Regions from separate parts of the Gossypium hirsutum genome. Here region 2 is linked to region 1. A link is a contact called in public Hi-C data. All regions are on one chromosome and are shown on one strand. Each heading gives the region's core, a stretch centred on a gene start, on an enhancer-like site or on the middle of the called end of the contact. The rest is flanking DNA. Distances are from core to core; before and after follow the strand shown.

Region 1 (2,976 bases), core at 22-2,521:
AGTGAAACAAATGGAGCATTTGATGCAAAATAAATATATTTAGAAAAAAATAATTTATAAATCTTTCTTATCACATCATATATGGTCCCTACTAATTAAAAATAAACACAATTATCTTTTTTTTTTCATATCATTCATGATCTTTCTTTACCAATTGTACATATGATGTGAAAGAAAAATAATGTATTAAATTAATTGGAATATGGCAGTTCTATGCTACTTTCTTGTGTTACCGTTTTAACGCTGCATAATAATTATTTAATTTCCCAAATTGCATTGTTACAAAATTAGTTCAAGCGAGGGGAAGAAAGTTCGTAAATACAATTTTTCTATTTTTAAAAATTCAATTTTTTAAGAAAAAAGAAAAATTTGAATTCAAACTCATCTCACAAATAACCCTAAAATCAACAATGAAAACCAAACACAACCTTAAATTAACACACATATATGACTAAATTGTTCAATATTTATTTTCAATTGAATTTAAAATTTTAAAAATATATATATGTATGACAACCTCAATAAGGACTCATTTCTAGTAAAAGCAATAGCAATCACTATGTCCGAGGATTTACAACAAATTGTCCGACAATTTTAATTATTATTGAGAGTTTATATATTAAATAGAAATTATATTTATTACATAGCATTTGATAATTGACATCTAAAAACAAATAAAATTTCATATTATTATTAATAATAAATTATGAGAGTTACATTGAACAAACTGCCAAGTCCATACCAAACAATATAACAATTGAGACGAGGATTCAAAAAGAAAAAAAAAGTAGGAATAAATTTTGAGACACCCCACCACACTGGCCAGGAATTTTTAAGTCAAAATATTCTAAAAGAATCAATAATAAAATAAAAGTATGTAAAAAACAAAGAACAACGTGGTCAGCCAAGCCTCTAGCCCTCTTAATATCTACAAAACCCGGCCCCATCCTACACGATAATTTGCCTAATACAATGCCAAAATTTTGTGCATTGCTTTCATGATAAAGCAAATCTTCATCATGAAAACATATCCTCAAAGCATTCAACCATCACAACACAAGCCTTTTGGCAACAGGCGTTGCAAGTGAGATGAGTGATGAGCCAATGCTCCTTCATTATCTGAATCTTCCTAGTCATCACAATTCAACCCACAAATTTCTAATACAGGACCATCTTTCGAGACGAATGGGTTTATCCGGACCCACATAAGAGTCAAAATAGAGGCCAGCAGGATTGACCACACCAAAATAATGGTTGGCATCCGGTCTTCTTTTCCAAGTAAACCTTTGAGGAAGGGATAAAGGTGGATAATAACCCAAAGGGCAAAAAATAGTCGCCCAAACAAGGGGCCCCAGGAATCGTACCCGTTATTGATTGCATCTGAGACTCCAACCACGACACCAACTACGTTTATGATCAACAAGGTGGTGGGAGGGATTAGCAAGGATGTCCACTTGAAGAGGTATAGCTCAGAAAATTCACCATCATCAGCTGCTTTAGAGGTCACAGTGAAGCTTGTGCTGACACCAGCCAGAACCTTTAGTAATCCCTGAAAGAGGGCGAAAAGATCTGATGAAACACCTCCAATCACCCAGAACTGCTCATTTCTCCACCAGTCATCGATTCCAACACCACCCCACTGCATCTCAAGGATACCAGTTACAGCAATTGATACAAAGAGAGCCATGAATACAACACCGGCATAGTTGCTAATCTGCGAGTGAGCCGGAATTACAAGTTAGATAAGGCCCTATTAAACAAGTTAAAATTCAACAGACACCATATATAGGTGGAGACATTTGTATACAATGAAAACCAAAACTTGTCAAAGAAACTAGCCACAAGTACCCTAGCTCTCCCTTCTGAGGTTAGCAGGTGCAAATGCTACTTAAAAAGTACACAAAAACTTATTACAGATAGGAAAGAAATAACTCAATTATCCAGATCAAGATATTACGGCAGGGTCAACAAATGACTAGCACATCTAGTGCTTCAATTATGATGCTGGCATGGGCACATGGACAAATTTCAGGTTTTGAACAGTTATCAATGATTTAATATCAACTCAAAACAGGTAAAAATGCACAATTTGAATGCAAGTACAGAGCATAAAACAAGACAAAAAATGAGTTCTTACCTCAGGAACAATAAATTTCCCAGTAAGGAGACAAATAGCCGGAAGGGTGCAGTAAACAAGCAAGGGAATAGAGGTCCAAGGATATACGACCGAGTTTATGTAGGAAAATCGTTCCAACCATTTCATCCCACCCCCATATCCATACCAAATGGGACAATGTCTGCTCAAGAAAATTTCAACAGATCCAAGAGCCCATCGCAGAACTTGGTGTAGACGATCTGAGAGATTAATAGGAGCTGAACCCTTAAAAGCAGGTTGTTTAGGCATACAGTACACAGATCGCCAGCCATGACAATGCATCTTGAAGCCAGTCAGGATATCCTCAGTCACAGAGCCATATATCCAGCCAACCTGATTTGCAGGTTCAAAATTTTGATGATTATGAGAGAGAAATAAATCACAAACTTGCCCATATTAAATATTCAGATAGCGTTTTCAACATTTTACTTACTTCCTTCCCCCATTCTGTTTTATCTTCATAACCGCAACTTATGACTTGGATCGCTTCGCTCAGTAATGATGGAGGGATTGCATTTCGAGGGCCTCCACCATTTTCTAGAAGAGTGGAAGCCACAAAAACAGGAGATTGACCAAATTTCTTCTCCAGTTTCATCTGTGATGCCTCAGATGACTTCTGAGAGATGGAGTCTGACAGTAGCACAAAGATTTCTGGTTTGGAACGTTTAATTCAAAAACAAATAAGAAGCATAGTAAGATTATGGGGACTCTCAGTTGCCCCCTCATACGTAAACCCTTACCTGAAATTCCTTCTTCAATGTTTTCAAGAGCGTGTATCTGCTTTGAAGCTTCCCTTTGCTTAGATTTCTTCACTGTCTTCT
Region 2 (2,979 bases), core at 462-2,961, 270 kb before region 1:
TAGGGTAACCAATATTCTAAACATATATATATTCATGATCACATATCAGAGTTTCATATAATAACAATTTATATCATGCTCAATCGAATTCATATAATTTCATATCACCACATCTTTCACAAGTTACCAACCATGTAATACTTACCAAGTTCATGAGACAAGTATGTACATTACCTTAATCAAGCTAGCATGCAACAAGTCATATGAATATATGTATATGTATTGAATTCAAATCATGGAAGCACAAACCTTGATTAGCTATTCGTCTATGACTGTAGCCTTTTCTTTATCTCGGGACAGCTCAACATCATCTTTAGCTACATACAATAATTCAAGTATAAAAACGATATTAGTTTTCTCCCAATCACATGAACATCACATAATCAAGAATAGTTTGCATTTTATTCATTTTAATCTCTATTCCGAAATATTCATATTTTTCGATATTTAACATCGAATCAAAATCTAATTTAATATTGTTTCATTAGGGACCTTGTAATTTTAATTTATAGCATAATTTCTTAACTTTCAATTTAGTCCCTAATGTCATAAAATTATCTATAAAGCTTAACTTAATTACCAACTTAATCCTTAACATAATCCAAGCTTACTACTTAGCAATCTCTTCAAATTCAAGCTTAAATTCATCAATTATACCTTAATGGTAATTTGCTAAACATCTAACAATTGAAGAAATCAATAAATAGGTTAGCTAAAACAAACTCTCATTATTCAAAATTCATAAAATCCTTAAGAAAAAAACAACTTAATTACTTTGATTAATCTTTGACCGAATGCCTAAAGAACATCGAAGAATTTTTCTTTCTTCTTTAAGCATTCGCTTCCTAGTTTTCTCTTTCCCACTAATATATTGATTAATTATTTAATCAAACCTAATTAGCCCAAATTTCAACTTTAAGAATGATTAATTTAATGGTTAAGCTTTATTAATTATAAGTGGGCGGGTCATCAGCATTTTCGACTATCCATATAGAATAAATGGTTAAATAACCATTAAGTCTTTTGGTTAATTGCCAGTCAAGTCCTCAAGCATTTTCCAATTTAAAATTTAATAGTGATTGAATTTTTCTAATTTAGTCATTGGACTATAATTATCGATTTTCTCGATTTAATATCTTTACCGACCACTGATATATTTTCAATTTAAACATATAATCTCTCCTATTCGTAATTTTACTAACTTAATTACGGAATTAAATTCTAAAATCGCATTTTTTCGACACCATCTAAAATTATAAACAACTTCATTGGGGTATAAAAAACAAAATGAGGAAAGAGTATTCATAACTAATATAAAAAAGAATTATAAAGAAAACACCAACCATAGATGTCAACTCTATTTAAATAGGATTAGATTTAGATTAATTAGTAAAAAGAATCTCTGACACATATGAATATGAGCATCAATACAAAACATTAGTTAGAATTAGGTTTACATTAATTAGTAAACTCTTAAATTCATTAATAAAATTAGCTTTACGGCATATAGCGAAAACCTAAATATATATATACTTGACACCAAAGGATGTCAAGAAATGTCTAACAAATTTATTACGGTGGAGGGTAAAAAAATAATTTCAATAAAAAATAATTTCAACTCAATTAGAAACTGCCAAAAATTTGACAATGACCTGTCTAAGGTACTTTAATCCAATATATCTAAAATTCAGTTGCAACATACAAAGATTTGCAGCGCATATATCAACCATAAACTCCACATGGAGATAATCTTAAAAGAAAACATATTTTTAAAAGAAAAGAGGAATGATGGGCTGGGCTAAAGCAGGCGAGCGAGGCTTTTAGGCTTAGTGAATGGCGATGGGAGAGCGCGGTCCAATCGGCGGAAAGACCGCGACTACAGTGAAGAAAAGCCCTACTCTCTCTCAAAGTACCGTAAACATACAAAATCTCCACTCTAAACTTATTGATAATTAAAAACCGCTTCAAGCTACCCGACCTTATCGCCTGAGCCTTCAACTTCGAGAACCATTATTCCCATTCAAACTTCTGATAGATATACAGAAAAAAAAGAAAATACAATACAATAAAATAAAGGTGTTTGGTCTCAGTTCCTGTTTCAGTCTCTTGCTTTATTTGCATTTAGATAAGGTAAATCCAACAAAACCCAGAGTTTCTTTTTATTGGGTTTTGTGTGTGTTTGTGTGTGTTTAATTGATTTTTGTTTCAGATTTGAAAGTGGGGGAAGAGGCGATTGAGAAAGATGGATAGGTATCAGAGGGTGGAGAAGCCAAAAGCAGAGATTCCCATAAACGAAAATGAAATTAGGCTAACAACACAAGGCAGAATGAGGAATTATATTACCTATGCCACCACTATCCTCCAAGTAACTTCCTGTTTCTACTCTCTCTTTTAATTTTAACTCGATAGTTTCACTTCTTGTTTTGCTTTGTTTCAGCAATAAATGTTACATATGTGTGCGTTATAATTGTTTGGATGAAATGCTTCCTATAGAATGAGTAGCTATGTGTCTAACAGGCTTTTGTTTGATTTTTTTTCTGAAGTTTTTCCTTTTATTCCGAGATTCATATCCCCATACCCATGTTTAAGTACATAGAATAGATGAGCAGATATATGGATATCTAACTTTTGAAATTTATGTTGATAAAAAATGTTTCATGGTGTCAATCTTGTGATAATTGGGTTTATGCAAATGCTTCATTTTCATGGTGGTAAAACCAGTGTAGAGTGGCAATGTTGTGATAAAAATGTACTCCGGGTTGCCCTCAAGTTCAGTATGCCTTTTAGGGTATTTATTTAATTTATGATTTAGATATCAAATAGAATTTGGGCCACTGTTCTATTCGACTGGTTGTGCTCTTAATGGCTAACGGGTCTTTGGTATGGTTATAGCAATCGGTTATGGAAATTATATCACTGACCGAGGAGATTTTCTTGAAATTATTTAATGGAAATTGTATTTTCTAGTAAAATTTGAAT

Evidence for each region. A called contact is a pair of places that touch in the nucleus more often than the background predicts.
Region 2: a Hi-C map of petal shows a contact between it and region 1, with 4 times the contacts expected there. The contact joins the promoter of LOC107945503 here to the enhancer-like site in region 1. A contact is called at or near these places in 6 of 34 Hi-C or Micro-C datasets (hypocotyl, leaf and petal).

The regions. Positions count from the first base shown.
Region 1 is chrD12:33,412,171-33,415,146 of Gossypium_hirsutum_v2.1, reverse strand. It overlaps the pseudogene LOC107945298. Among protein-coding and RNA genes, the nearest start is that of LOC121224724, 31 kb to the right of the region's middle. Within about 2 kb of position 1,271, at least 8 of the 9 cell types and tissues checked have an H3K27ac peak or open chromatin away from gene starts, as enhancers often do. A contact at or near this core is called in hypocotyl and leaf, where this site is marked.
Region 2 is chrD12:33,681,414-33,684,392 of Gossypium_hirsutum_v2.1, reverse strand. It overlaps LOC107945503, which reads left to right and starts at 1,711. Exons shown (of 9, transcript XM_016879542.2): 1 at 1,711-2,130; 2 at 2,210-2,365. The coding sequence starts at 2,243.